2 separate regions of the Mus musculus genome follow, and region 1 is linked to region 2. The links are chromatin contacts, called in public Hi-C maps. All regions are on one chromosome and are shown on one strand. Each heading gives the region's core, a stretch centred on a gene start, on an enhancer-like site or on the middle of the called end of the contact. The rest is flanking DNA. Distances are from core to core; before and after follow the strand shown. Region 1 overlaps Ctnnd2 (catenin (cadherin associated protein), delta 2). Region 2 overlaps Ctnnd2 (catenin (cadherin associated protein), delta 2).

Evidence for each region. Hi-C and Micro-C count contacts between places; a contact is called where the count stands out from the background.
Region 1: a contact with region 2 is called in a Hi-C map of cortical neurons, with 5 times the contacts expected there. The contact joins two enhancer-like sites. A contact is called at or near these places in 1 of 484 Hi-C or Micro-C datasets (cortical neurons) and 2 of 115 datasets of contacts at active chromatin or transcription factors (VIP interneurons and astrocytes).

What each region holds. Positions count from the first base shown.
Region 1 is chr15:30,688,727-30,696,014 of GRCm38.p6, forward strand. The region is part of intron 9 of Ctnnd2 (catenin (cadherin associated protein), delta 2); the gene reads left to right. Gm41283 (a long non-coding RNA gene) reads left to right here. Exons shown (of 2, transcript XR_875095.2): 1 at 1-7,288. Among named protein-coding and RNA genes, the nearest start is that of Gm41283, 8.9 kb to the left of the region's middle. Within about 2 kb of position 5,130, at least 58 of the 459 cell types and tissues checked have an H3K27ac peak or open chromatin away from gene starts, as enhancers often do. A contact at or near this core is called in cortical neurons, where this site is marked.
Region 2 is chr15:30,271,984-30,279,298 of GRCm38.p6, forward strand. All of the region lies in intron 1 of Ctnnd2 (catenin (cadherin associated protein), delta 2), which reads left to right. Among named protein-coding and RNA genes, the nearest start is that of Gm31953, 100 kb to the left of the region's middle. Within about 2 kb of position 4,923, at least 13 of the 459 cell types and tissues checked have an H3K27ac peak or open chromatin away from gene starts, as enhancers often do. A contact at or near this core is called in cortical neurons, where this site is marked.

The DNA of each region.
Region 1 (7,288 bases), core at 3,880-6,379, 420 kb after region 2:
GTCACCAATGACTCTTCATTTTACTCATTAGAAATGTCATTGTTTATTCTCCAAGTCCAAGTCTGGGGGCAGGACTGAAGTGGCTTGAAGCTTCAGAATTCTGACTTATGCTCATTCACGGTACCTCAACTACTGGTTGAAACCATTGAATTTAATGTCGCCAACTGAGTGCATGATGAGTTTTCATGATAATAGAATTAGTGTGGGGAACTACTCAGCTGTTTTTGAGTCAAGAGAAAGATAATGTTCTTCTGGAACAGAAGAAAGAAGACATAGAGATGGCTTTAGGTGGAAAGGTTAAAGCAAAATTCTGAGATAATATTTTCTCTCCACCCACCTTGTTATTCCATCACAAGTGAAGATGTGAATTCCCCTCATTCTATCATACACAAACTGCTCTGGTGTGTCACTTAATGTCATAAGTCGCTTTTCTTTACCATCTTGCATCAAACATTTAATTGTCCACAAAAATGGAACCCTCAAAGTATTTGTCATTGCCAGACATGTAGTAGCTGACTGTCAGTTGTTAATCAGTGACAATTAATTTCCATTGCCTATTGGAAAACTCTGCAGTGAATTAAGGTCATTAATTTGGAGGTTCTGGCATTGGCAGAGAGATTAGCATTCACAGAACAGTACATTTTAGTGTGAAGTTCTACTGTGCATGACATAACTTGAAAAGACCAGTAACTAAAAATCTTCCATCTACTGAGCATCATCCTAACCACTTGAATGGGCTGCAGTAGATGTGCATTATCAGGTAGTAAATGTGTTAAGAAGACTACAAACAAACAAACATACATACATACATACATACATACATACACACATATACATGCATACACACACACACAAATGGAGGCAGAACGAGTAAGAAAGAGCATCAGGTATAGCAGTGGGGCACACTTATATAAATGAAGCCTTAATGGGAGGAAGGAAAGAACATTCTCATATCCTTGCCAAATCACCCTCTCAATTTCCTAAGACTCTTCCATATGTGTTTTGTCCTTTGCCCATAGTTGTTGTTTAAACGTCCATATTGGAGCTGAGCTCCCAGCTTGGGAGCCCCTTTAGGCATAGGACACACATTGAAGAGTCTCACACTGTGATAACCAGGCCACTTGTAAGAATCCCTGAAGCACAGCTTTCATGCTGCCACATGCAGCTTCTGTGTACTAAAAGGTGCTGCTAGGGGTGGGTCTCCTGACTTTCAAAGTTAGCTGGATGAGCCCCAGTATTTTTTGACTCCACACATCAGTTTATTTTTGAAAGCTCTGTGGGTACCAACAGAGAGTGGCCACTCTTTTACATGGCCCTGAAGCATCCCCAGTCATTTAAGACACCTGGAAGAGAGACATGAAATGACTTTGAATGTAGGACAGGTGTTTCAATAGAATAAAAGTAGTCTTGTAGAAAAAAAAAAGTTGGTTAAAGATAGAATGTTTGGAAACCACTGACTTAAAAGCCACATTGAGGGAGCAATCACTTTTCTGAAGACAGGAGCGGTAAACGCACTTTAAGGCATTCATATATATATGAATATCTCCACCCCTGAGTGTGTGAAGAAGTGCAATCTGGCCTTTTATTTGCTTTACCTAAATAAACTGTTTTGAGTATTCTTTTTTTTTTTTAAAGATTTATTTATTGATTATATGTAAGTACACTGTAGCTGTCTTCAGACACTCCAGAAGAGGGCATCAGATTTCATTAGGGATGGTTGTGAGCCACCATGTGGTTGCTGGGATTTGAACTCTGGACCTTCGGAAGAGCAGTCGGGTGCTCTTACCCACTGAGCCATCTCACCAGCCCTGTTTTGAGTATTCTTGATGAATAATGAGTAGAAGTAGAATATTTCTTCTCAATATATCTTATGTTCTCCCTAAAATCAGTATTTACTTTTAATCATTTCCAAAAAAACTATATCCATGTGTACCATACTGTATAAAATTAACAGCAATGAAGTTGGAGATAGCAAGCATCCCACATGACTCTCGGTAGCACTGCCTTCTGTTGTTTTTGTCTTTTATCACCGTTGTCCATGTTCAATTCAATTGAGTTTGTGTGCATAGCAGAATTATGCAGGGAGGAAGTTTGTGGGTTGGGAAAACAGAAAGAAAATCAGAATTCTAGGGACACACAGGCAGGGCTGTGAGCCCAATTTGAAGGTCAGCTTCCAGTCGAGCCTCTGGATCTGCCAGCTTAGCTCTCAGGCATGGAGGAGTTGAGATGACTATCTCTGATGCCCCTTGTCGTGGGTTCCCATGCAAAGACACCATGAGGTAATAACTATAGTGATTGCAGGTTTCTGTCATAGGGTGAGCTGTCAGACTGAACTGAGTCACTTCTCTGCCAACCATCAACCTTTGATTTCAGTGTCTCTCCTTTATTTTCTGCTATTGAAAAGGGGAATAGTAAAGAAGCTGACACAACCTGTATGTTCACCAAAACACAAATGGACCAACCAAATACAGAAAGAATATGCACACAGTGTTCAATATTGATATGGATTGGAGAAGTATAGATACATTATAATATCGATGAAGCTCAGGACATTATTAGTGAAATAAGCCCAGTGTAAGATGGCAGATTGTTCAGTAGGTACACTCCATAAGGCAGTACCAAATTCACAGAGCCATAAGCTAGAATGCTGGTGATTAGGGGGTGTGTCATAATGATAGTTAATATGTAATGACCAGAACCTCTATGTTTGGAATGAGGATATACTAAAATTGTGTTATGAAAGGTTTGCACAGAACTTGTGAATGTGCTTCATAACACTAGCTGTGAAATAACTAGAATGGTAAAATCTCGGTATATTTTATAATGACAGAAAGGTAATCAAAGGGGCTGGTAGGATACAGCTCAGCCAGGAAAGCGCTAGATGTACAACCATGAGGTCCTGAGCTCTTATGCACAAAACCTCTCTGTAAAGCTGGATGTGGTGGGATGTCCAGCACTGGGAAGGCATGCAGGAGGATACTTGGGACTTGCTGACAAACCAGCTTAGCCAAATTGGTGAGTACTAGATTCGGTGAAAGACTTTATCTTATTATTAAAAAAAAAAAAAAAGGCACACAACAAGAGATGGCTCAGTGGTTAAGAATGCTAACTGGCTTTCTAGATGACTCACGCTCCATTTCTGACACCCAGATCATGCAGTTGACAGTCGTCATTAATTCCACTTCTAGGGGATCCAATATCCATAGGTGTGCACGAGCATTTGTATTCACAAGCTGCACAAAAAGTTATACAAGCACCAAGTACACACACACAAATGAATGAATGAATGAAGAATGAATGAATGAATGAATGACTAAAACGTCGAGGAGTACAGCAATTGAGACAGACACCTAATGTCTTGCCTCCACATGTACCCACATACCTGTACACATATGTGCACACACATGTATATACACAGGGTCTGACATGTACCCACATACCTGTACATATATGTGCACACACATGCATACACACAGATCCTGATGTGTATGCATAAATGCACACTCACAGGGTAACGGGCAACAAAATGCTGGCCAGGCACTGCTTCTTTTAAATAGAAGCCTACCTAGGGGCAGAACAAGGAAGCCAGAGAGAGAATGGGTCATGAGGTGGATCCTGACTGTAACAGTTTCCAAGCTGTGCCTCCCGCCACCTCATAGAAAATTGTAGAAGCCACTTCTCTGTAGGTTACCACAGCATTGCTGCTTTGCACTGCTCCTCAAATGGGCCACTAAGTTCTATAAACATACTGTAATAACATATTTCCTAATTATAATAACCACAATACCATGTTAAAGAATGAGCGTAAAGTAGCTTTTTAAAATTAGATGCCATATTATTCTAGAGAACAAAAACACTTATTCACACCACTTGAGAGTTGTTCATACCACTTAAGCATCTTTATCAGAGTCAGTTTTGGGCATTTTGTGATTTTACTCAGCAAAGACTTACTGAGCGAACGGTCAGGCGCTGTTTTGGATACCGAAAGACATGTGCATCAAGTAAATGATGTGGCGAAAGAGTGACTAGGAAGTACACAGGAAACAGTCATGCTTAAACTCCTATCAACTTTGAGTAGAAATGTAATTGAAGACTTAGCTCTTACATTTTTATTTAAAATCACCCTTAGTCACTGCTTATGCTATGCAGCATATAATTCTGTTTAATAACGTCAGTCCTCCTCGTGCTGCCTGCTGGCTTCAGAGCCCCAGCCCCTGACTCAGTTTGTTTGCAGTCATACCGAGGATGAGGCACCAGGTCACCATGAAAGCCCCCAACCCTGAAGCTTGCAACCAACATCAAGGAATCCAATAGGAAGGCATCCTGTTCTCCCAAGAGCCATTAGGACTCTTCTCCTGTCTCTTCACAAAGATGTTGCCGTGGCTCAAGCCAGGCCTGGTGTTGCTAGAAAACAGCTCACTCAGGTAGATGAAGTTGGTCGCAGTGGAGCACTTCTGCCATTGAAGGGCTCTGCATTGTTGTAATGCCTGGGCATCTTTAGGTGAGTTGTTGTGTTTCCATCAGCGCCTCATAATGTGCTCATTGTCCTCTGTCCTGAGAACGACTGAAAGGTTGACACATTTAAATTTGTCATGAATCAGATGGAAAGTATCAGGAAAATGACGGTGTCAGTGTTGCAAATGGAGCTTTAGCAGGACAAATACTGTGTGTCCCTGAGTAATGTGTAAAATACCGTGGTGGGCATATTTACACAAATATCCACAGTGTCTCAAAACATGTTCAGATACATATACACAAACATAACACATATATACACACACTCTCACACACACACAGAGACACTTAAAACACATTCAGATATATATACACAAACATCACACACATACACACACACACACACACAAATCAGACCTATGTCTGTCTGGATGCTTTTAAACAGAACTCTAACCCCAAGGGCAAGGCACCAAATCCTCAGAAAGAATACATTTGCATTCTTCAAAATTGCAATGCAGTTCCAGCTTTATTACTGACATCATTGGTTACTGAGAAGGGAGGCAAACTGGGCAGTGCAGAAGAAGTCCTTCAGCCCCTGGGCCAGGCCTGTGCACTTGCCATTCCGGCCCATGCTCCAGGATGAAGCGCCTGTGTGTAATGTGCTGCATTCGCTCATTCTGCACAGCGAACACTTACAAGTGGCAGGGAATGAGAATGCACTGTGGCAAGCTCGCTCAATAGGAGCTTGTTGTTAAGTTTCCAGAGAGGTATGAAAGAGACAGGAAATGGGCCCAGCAGCCTCAGCCAGGAGGGCCTCATTGAAAACCAGTTCACAGGCTCAGATACAATAGAAGCTTTTGGAAACCGGGCAGGATCTCTGAGAATGGCACTGTGGATGGAATCAGCCTGCCCTGGGCCTCACTGCCTGTGGTGAGAGGTCTAGGCCCCCCTGCCCTGCTCTGCCACCTTGCCCCTCACCCTTACCTCCCTCCCATTCCTCTCTTTGGCTCTACTTGCTGGGGCCATTAGGCTAAAGATTGGGCTCTGCCTTAGGCCTCTAGTCTGTCTTCTATGTGCAGAACTCTCCAGCACCCGGGGTTCAATCTTGCTCAAGAGATATGTCATGGGTGCAATACCATCCTCTAAATTCCTATGATGAAGTCTTAACTGCTAGACTCACAATGTGTAGAAACAGTTTCCAAGCAGGTGATTAAAGATAAACTGACACCCCTGGGTTGAGGCCCTCACCCCACAGGACGGACTTGCAAGACTGTATGCAGACACTGGGAATCCAGTCACTTGCAAATTGAGGAAAGAGGCCTCTGAAGGAGGAAAACCTCCCAGCACTTTGACCTTGGGCCCCAGTTTCCAGACCAGTGGGAAAATTTGTGTTAGGTTGTGAATGGCATTCAGGAGCTAGCATTTTATCACCACAGCCTAAGCTGGGATAGGATCTTCAGTGAGCAGCCATGATGGTGATGGTATGGTGTGTAGCTGGAGAGAGGTTTTTCAGAGCTTGCATTATCTGCCTGATGCTTTGCAGAGGTCTCTTTGGGCAGTGTGAGGATGAAAGTCTTCAGCTGTGGTGGAACTCTGTAGGAAGCTACAGAGCTGTGCTCTGAAGGATCAAGGTAGAGTGAACTGTGGTTGTGATATCTTTTCTAGGAAGGCCAAAGAGGGGCCGGTCTAGCAGGCCCAACACTTTTCCACATAGATGTGGTTTCCTGAAGATTCATGAAGTATAAAATTAAAATGCAATATGCAGGTCAATATAGATCTATTTATCAACTTTATAAAATTTGAAAATGAATATAAAGGTTCTATAAAATGAGATTTGAAAATGGGCAGTTTTATAGTTTTCCATGTATATACATATATATTTGTGTGTCTTTGTGCATGTATGTAAATGATCCTGATACATGGGCATGCCCAGCAATAGAAGTAAACTGATTTCTAGAAACTAATGGTCATTTCATCACTTAAAATCACTTAAAATTTAAAATTTTGAATTTTGCATTAAAACATATTATTTTACTCAAACAAGTTCTAGAGTGGGCAAAACTTACTAGCACCTAGAGGCTTGCGTTCTAGTGTGTGGATCAGAGCATAGGTGCTGGTGGGAAATTTAGAATCCCAGGCCCTTACTCCATGCCTCAGACACCATGGTCTGCATTCTAACCAGACCCCAAAATGAGAGCTGTGCATGTGATTGCCATCGTCACCGACTCTATCAGAAACACCTTTCAGACGCCACACCCAGTTTATTCCAGGAACCAAACAAAAGCATTCAGATGTCACTCTGACTGGGCCGTGTTAAATGTGCCTGACATTCTATTGCTGTGTTGTGCCAGAATAAAATATTAGGATTATTTTATTTTTATAGACTCAGAGTGTTTCTTAAGTGATAAAATGTCTGAATTTGAGAAGCCAGGTGTCCCATGAAATTCATATTATGACCCATCAAATGTAAACCCACCATTTAAAATATCAGAATATAGACTTTAAAGGTAGTTTTCTCCTACTAAATTTTTTTCTTGCCTTTCAAAGGTTTATATGTTCCCATCTCCCTTTCCCTAGCCAAATCCTTTAAATATCTCATTTTTCTCCAATTGAACCATTCTCAGTCTGATGAGGGAGCTTTGAACTCTTTATCTCAGGATTACTTATCCTTGCTAGAGCCTTATCATTTCTATAATGCTTTGTTTCACTCTTTGTCCTCATGCCATGCCCTTGACTGTCATCAGTCCCAGTGAAATGACCTCATCCAGTCTCCTCTGATTGCATCTTAGCAGTAGCATCTCTCGCCACTCTGATATCACTCAGTCTAGACATG
Region 2 (7,315 bases), core at 3,673-6,172:
TTAGAGAGTAGAGCAATGTCCTGTATTCCTTTTGGTCCATTGATATAGCAGGATTTTCCCTGTTCAATTGATTCAGTTATTATACAACAAGAAGCCTGTGATTGGACAGGGAAAAGGGAGGTGGAGCTAAGAGTTGAGAGACAGAGAGCAACACAGGAGAAGAGGAGGAGGAGAATGGAGGACAAACAGGAAGATTCGGTTTCCCCATGGCTTTAAATAGCCGCCAGTAGCTATAATATTATATAGGGATAGAATAAATGGGATAACTTGTTTAATCTAGGTGGGCAGATTGTATCATCATCAGTTGGCTCTGAAATTATTGTGTGGGCATCTTGTGAGTTGAGAATTTATTGATATATAAATCTGACTGATTAATTACAAGCTTCTAGAGTTCTGATTTTCCTGGGTTACTGGGAATTTTGACAGCTAACCGCTAGGTGGGCGGCCATTGCATGGGGTTGGTAAGGCAGTGGCCCACCAAGGGAACTTAAAGAGTTGGGTGGAGTCATCTCGGGGCTCCAGGCCAGAGTGTCTGCCAAGCTGGGAACACCCTGCTGGAACCATGTGGCTCACTGGTGCTCAGTGTAGCGCTGGAACTTGCTGTTCTTTTTAATATTTCCCACAACACATTGGGCCCTGGGAATGGCATGGACAGGAGCAGTCAGTATGCCTCCATTACTGCAGCTAAGCACAGACAAAGTTCACAATGGAGACCCACTATTTTGGAGATGGCCTTACAAGCTTAAATTTGTTATGCTCTTCTAGTTAACAGTTCCTGGGTTATATTAATAGCAGATAAATGTTTCCAAGATTGCCAGTTAGGGCTGCCACATCTCATACCTTTTAGGTATATTACATACTCTTATTTCTCTGGGCTCTGCTCCCTACACGTGGTGAAATCTCTAAGCCCACAGACTTATTTAAAACATTTAAAAACCAAGAAATATAAAGACTTTGTCAGTAACAAAGCTTGGGAGGCAGATGAAAAGGAAAACTGAATTTGCAGTTATCTAAGTGGGAAGTCAAAGGACAGTATCCAACTGGAAAGCATGAATATCTTTGTTCTCGGTACGTTATGGAGAGATGTGGAGGTAATGAGTGGAAACCACAGAAACAGAAAACATTTTAAAACCATAAGCACCGATAGAATCAAAGTTTGAGGGCAGGGTAGAATTGATTCTCAGCAAAAAGTTCTGAATGGTTACTATTTAAATTCATGTGCATATTATTATCATTAGATAGCGTTTACAAGGAGAGAGTATAAGTGTAGTTTCTTAGGCCTTAAGTGCATATTCTGCTATAAGTTAATGTGTATTTATCTGGGGGCTAAAAATGCCAGGGCAGCATGAATAGTATCACCCATGACCTGAGCACATAAAGGTAATTACAATTCGCTCCATTTTCCCCATCCCATCATAGCTTATGTAATAATAGTGGGATGAGAGGAGTGACCACCTCTTTGTTTAGGATAGCATCTTAATGATGAAATTCAGAGTCATAGTGGCAGTTAATGCTTGTGTTCATTATGTTAGAGATGCCTCTAAGTAGTTTATGAGCACATTCTCCCAACAACCACTGAGATAAGTGTATTCAGCACACACATACACATGCATACAACACACACACACACACACACACACACACACACACTTGATTTTTTAGGTTTATTTCTGTTTTTTTTGTATTTGTTTTGTGCTTGTTTTGAGAAAGAGAAAGGGGAGGGAGGGAGGAAGGCAGAATCACACACACACACACACACACACACAGACAGAGGAGAGACTGGGCATGGAATTGGGTGAGTGTAGAAGTGGGAGGAGCTGGGGAAGGAGACGCTGACATAGTAATATATTTTATGAAATTATTTTCAAAAATGAAATTAATGTAAAGCCATGTATTAGATTGCTGTATAACAGCTGATATTATAATTTAATTATATTAAATTAATAAATTATACACTCTATAAGATCTTGCAATAAATACATAGGTGTATGTGATGCAATAAAAAAAATGGGATTACAGAAATCTGGAGTAAATTATTCAAATTGCCAGGTTAGCATAAGCATATTTTTTATGTTTCACATAATATATGATTAATCACGGAATTTTTTTTAATGGAAAATATTAATATATAGTTCTGGGTAACTGAGTTTAACTGAGAATTACTCATTCTTACCTACTTATTTGATGTTTTAGGATTACATTTATTTTGATACTAAAACAGTGCTTTTCTAATTGAAAATAAATGCCTTTCTCATACAATATATCCTGTTTAAAGTTTCCTCTCCCTTTACTTCTTTCAGTTCTTCCCGACACCCCACCTCTCTAGATCTATTTCCTCTATCTCTCATTAGAAAAAATAGGCTTCTAAGAGAAAACAGCAATACATGACATGATAAAATATAAGAAAACAAAAACCATCACATCAAGGCATGGCTAGGCAATGAGGTCCCTGTTTTCCTGGTGTCCTCCATCCACTCTTGCTCTTAAACTCTTTTTGTCTCCTCTTCTTTGAGGTTCCCTGAGTTTAAGCGCTCTCTCTCTCTCTCTCTCTCTCTCTCTCTCTCTCTCTCTCTCTCTCTGTGTGTGCGTGTGCGTGTGTGTGTGTGTGTGTGTGTGTGATATCTGGCTGTGCTGTGGGTCTCTGCATCTGTTTACATTTGCTACAGGGGGAAGCTTCTCTGATGATGGTTGAAGAAGGCACTGATCTATGAGAATAGTAGAATATCGTCAGGAGTCATTTTATTGATACCATTTTAAAAATGCAGTAGAGATTGGTTTTACCCAGGTTATCTGTGCTATCTGGTCTCTGGTTGTTTGTCACCAGTCTTGAGTATGGATTCCATCTCGTGGAGTGGACAAGAAGGCAAATCAGACATTGATTGGTTGTACCTCAAGTTCTGTGCCACATTGTCCTAGCATATCTTTTAGCCAGGACATCATTTTAGAACAAAGCTTTTTGTCGATGGGCTTATATTTCTGTTTTGGTAGCCTGCCGATTACCTGTCCACACCATAGACGCTAGGATATAGGGGTGAAAACTTCATTTTGGCACTGGCTTGACTTCTTCATTTTCAGTGAATTGTGTGAGTGTTGTCCTCAGCCACAGGCACAGTTGTCAGTTTGTGGAGATCAACCCATTGTCTTGGCAATAGCCTGGGTTGTTGGGGAATTTCCATGTGACCCCTGCCTTGGCCAGCAACTCAATTAGATGTAACCCAATCACTGTAATAGAAACCTTGCTTGGTGAAAAGAGTTGGCCAGTTGAGACTCCATCTACCCCATTACTAGGAGACTTCATTAGAAGCACCTTCAAATTTTATGAAAGTGTCAACTGCACTAGGCTTCCATAGCATTCTTCAAATGCCCAATTCCAGCTGTCTCTCCCTGCATTCCCTCCCTCATCCCTCTCTCCTCCCCCTCTCCCCCCATCTTGTTGCCCCCCTTTCCCCTCCTCTGCCTCCAGTCCACTTTTAAAATCTATTCTATTTTTCCCTCCCAGGAGATCTAGGTTTCCTCTCTAGTCATCCCTTCCTCTATATCTAACTTCTCTGGCTTTACAGATTGTAGGTTGATTATCTTTCTGGACTATTTTTATACTAACACATGTGCAGTGAAGGTCCAAGTTCTTCCTGCATAGTACAGTTAAGTTCCTATAAGCAGATGCCAAAAGAAAATAAGTTTGATTGCTGCCTATGGAGTTCCCATTGCACCCCTGGAGGGTGCCAATCATGGTTGCATTGTACAGTTGGAAACGGTAATTGTTGAATTATCATAGATAAGAAAAACTCAAAGCCTTCATTTTACAGTTTCTGTTCTTACTCAGTTAAGCTGCTAACTACTGAAGAAAAGGCTTTTCTGTTGTTGTTTTGTACTGTCAGTCTGGTGCTGTGTGCTTGGTAAATGTAGTCATCACGGTTACCCTAGGTGATGAGGAATTTTCTCATTAATACACTTGTTCTGTATTGGCTCAGAGAATGCAACCACTGTGCATGCTTACACAGAAGCGCCAGGCTTAACTGGTACCTGTCGGCTGGCAAGACATTCTGCCAGCGTGCTATTGAACACAGGGAACAACAACAACAACAAATGAATGTGCTCATTTGGAGAAATACAATTGTGAAAAGATAATTGTGGAAAAGCAGCCCCGAATGTGCCTAAGCCTTATATTATTGCTGTAGGAGATGAGATCCTTAAATCCATTCTTTCTTTATCACAGGTGGATGTAAAGATGATCCTCAAGAAACAGTCATGAAACAGTGTCTGCGCCTCCTCATTAGAAATGTTCACACTGTGGAGTGTTAGCGGCAGTGCTTTCGGAACACACTGAGTAGGAGATGGGAATCGTACGATGTTTACATGGGTTATAAATATAGCTTGTTAGGTGTCTAGTGCTTTGTATTTGGTCTTCTGATGTAAGACTCAATTTGAGATGAGGCTGTTCAGGATTCCAAAGCTTTGAAACTATTATGAGGAGGTGCTATTATTTTGCTTTACAAAGGAGCCGTCGTTGCTTAATTATTTCAATTGGCATCATTTTTATCAATCACTCTTTCACATATTGAAGAACACAATGAAAGCATAGTTATAAAAGCTTCATCAATGGGCTAAAAGTACGACATCTGCCCCTCTGCCCTTTGTTATTCAGTCACAAGACAGGACACAGCAAATATCCCATGTGTGAAGGAATATATTAGAGGTTCTTATGTTGATCTGTTTCTCTTCAGTAATTGTGCTAACAGGCTCAGGGACTTACAGATACCCTTCATAGGTGTCACACGAGTCCTTGGTCACCATAGCAAGTATATTACATTCACATGAGGTGTGAAGGAAAAAAATCTTCCAGCGTTTATACCAGGAAGCACTTTTAATCCCATGTGGTTCCCATGAGTCAGCACCCTGGTATCTTTCAGCCACAATGTGCCAAAAGTACCCTTGCCTCTGACTCATCTGAAAACGATCCAAATAAGGACAGAAAAATTAGTAGTGCAGCTCCTTACATGAAGACTTATATTACACCCAAGAAATACTTACTCAGTGTCAATGGTGCGGCAGCATTTACCCATGCTTTATATTACTTTATCATCATATTGACCCATTGGCTTGACATTGCCATTCAGTTTGAAAACAAAACTACACATGGGACTAAGAAGCGTTCATTCATCTGATGCAGTCATACATAGTCACTCTTGGAAATCCATAGTTCTGAAATGATGAGCTTTATCCTGGTAGCCAGTGCCATGTTGGAATAATTTGACAAGTGGTGACATGTAAGGAAGTACATTTTTTTGTCAACTTTGGAATGTAAGCACTGCTGTTTGCATATTGTTTAAGACAATGAGGCAAAGTATGCTTTCAAACTCATGTCCCTTAAAAGATGATGACTTGTCTGGCACAGAAATAGTATCTGTTATCTACCATACTATTTGCACACTGTCTTATTATCTACACAGATATTATTAGACCCTATAAAACATAATTTTCCATTCTTTAGCCAAGGGAATATCTAGACAAAGAAAGGTGAGTATTCCAGAATTATAGAACCAATGTATAATATAATACATTAAATCTTTCAAAATGTATACATGTTGTCCAAGAGGAAATAAGTGCATTGAAGATAAAGCAATAAGTCAAAATGATGTAGGAGAAGTCTTAACAAAAGCCATAGGAGATAAATAAGTGTTTTGAAATTAAACTCATACTTTCAAGATGTCATGACAGCATAAGTTTGGAGATTGGATAATCTATGTCACTGTGACACAGAAATAATAAACAGAGTAACCAGTAAGTAACCAGAACCTTCACTGTAACATAGAAAAGAGAAATATAGTAAGTAAAATAATATACAATGAAAATGAGACAGAATTTCTGTAGTAATTAAATACAGATAGGAAAATCAAAGCAGTGGAGTTGAAAATCAGCCATAAACTAACTAGAGGATGTAGGGAGAGTGTTTAAAAGAAAACCAAGTGGATGACAAATGGGAAGAACTGGATCTGACAGGTGTGCTGTTTCTCAAAAGCGAGGAAGACATAATTGAAATAGCAATTGTACTGGCTAGTTTTGTGTCAACTTGACACAGCTGGAGTTATCACAAAGAAAGGAGCTTCAGTTGAGGAAATGCCTCCATGAGATCCAACTGTACGGCATTTTCTCAATTAGTGATCAAGGGTTTCAGGCCCCTTGTGGGTGGGACCATCTCTGGGCTGGTAGTCTTGGTTCTATAAGAGAGCAGGCTAAGCAAGCCAGGGGAAGCAAGCCAGTAAGTAACATCCCTCCATGGCTTCTGCATCAGCTCCTGCTTCTGACCTGCTTGAGTTCCAGTCCTGACTTCTTTCAGTGATGAACAGCAATGTGGAAATGTAAGCTGAATAAACCCTTTCCTCCCCAATTTGCTTCTTGGTCATGATGTTTGTTCAGGAATAAAAACCCTGACTAAGACAGCAATGTATGTACATACACAACAGAAGAGAAACTGAGTTTCCAGTTAAAACCACAAAACAATACAAAGCAAATACCTGTTCCTGTTTAAAATGGAATATAAAGTATTATAAACTATTAATCAAAAATTGTATAATATACGAATCAACTATTTTTAGTTTTTGTGTAAAATGGTCAGTATGACATAGTATTTATAAACATCAAAGCATGAATTTTGTAGATCACTAAATAGATGCGTATATCAGTAGTAACATGTTAGTTATGTTTTCCATGTATTCTCAGGCTATACCAAGACAAATTGATGTGGTGAATGGCAATGTTTCTTCGCAGAGTGTCTCTCTCTCTCTCTCTCTCTCTCTCTCTAACACATTAGACACACTCTTGAATGGAAGGCAGCACTGTTGGTGTGGAAATACATGAATGGCGAATATTCATGAGCCATGCAATACAATAATGATGCCATTCATTAAATAAGAACTAGGGGATCCGAAAAATACTTGAAAAGTCCAAGGCTTATCTCAGCAGTATCTCAAGATTTTAATGCTTGTCAATAGTTCATAATCATCAGGTGAACATTCCATTTGTACCCAAAGGGACTTGTTAATGGGTCAAGACAAACTCCAGCATAGGGTTCTTTCACATGTTCTCTCTCATTGTGTTATGAGGACTCAGTTGAAGCATTCATGTTTATAGCGACTGGTCACCCACTGGAACCATGGAAACATGAGGTAATTGTTAGTGAATCCAGCTACCATCAATTATACATGTGGTCTATAAAACATTTAAGTAGTGAGTGTTGTTTCTTTATTCAGTGTTTGGGGGTATAACCCGTAACATTTGCCCTTGTGCTTAACTGTGCTGTGTACGTATCTTGTGC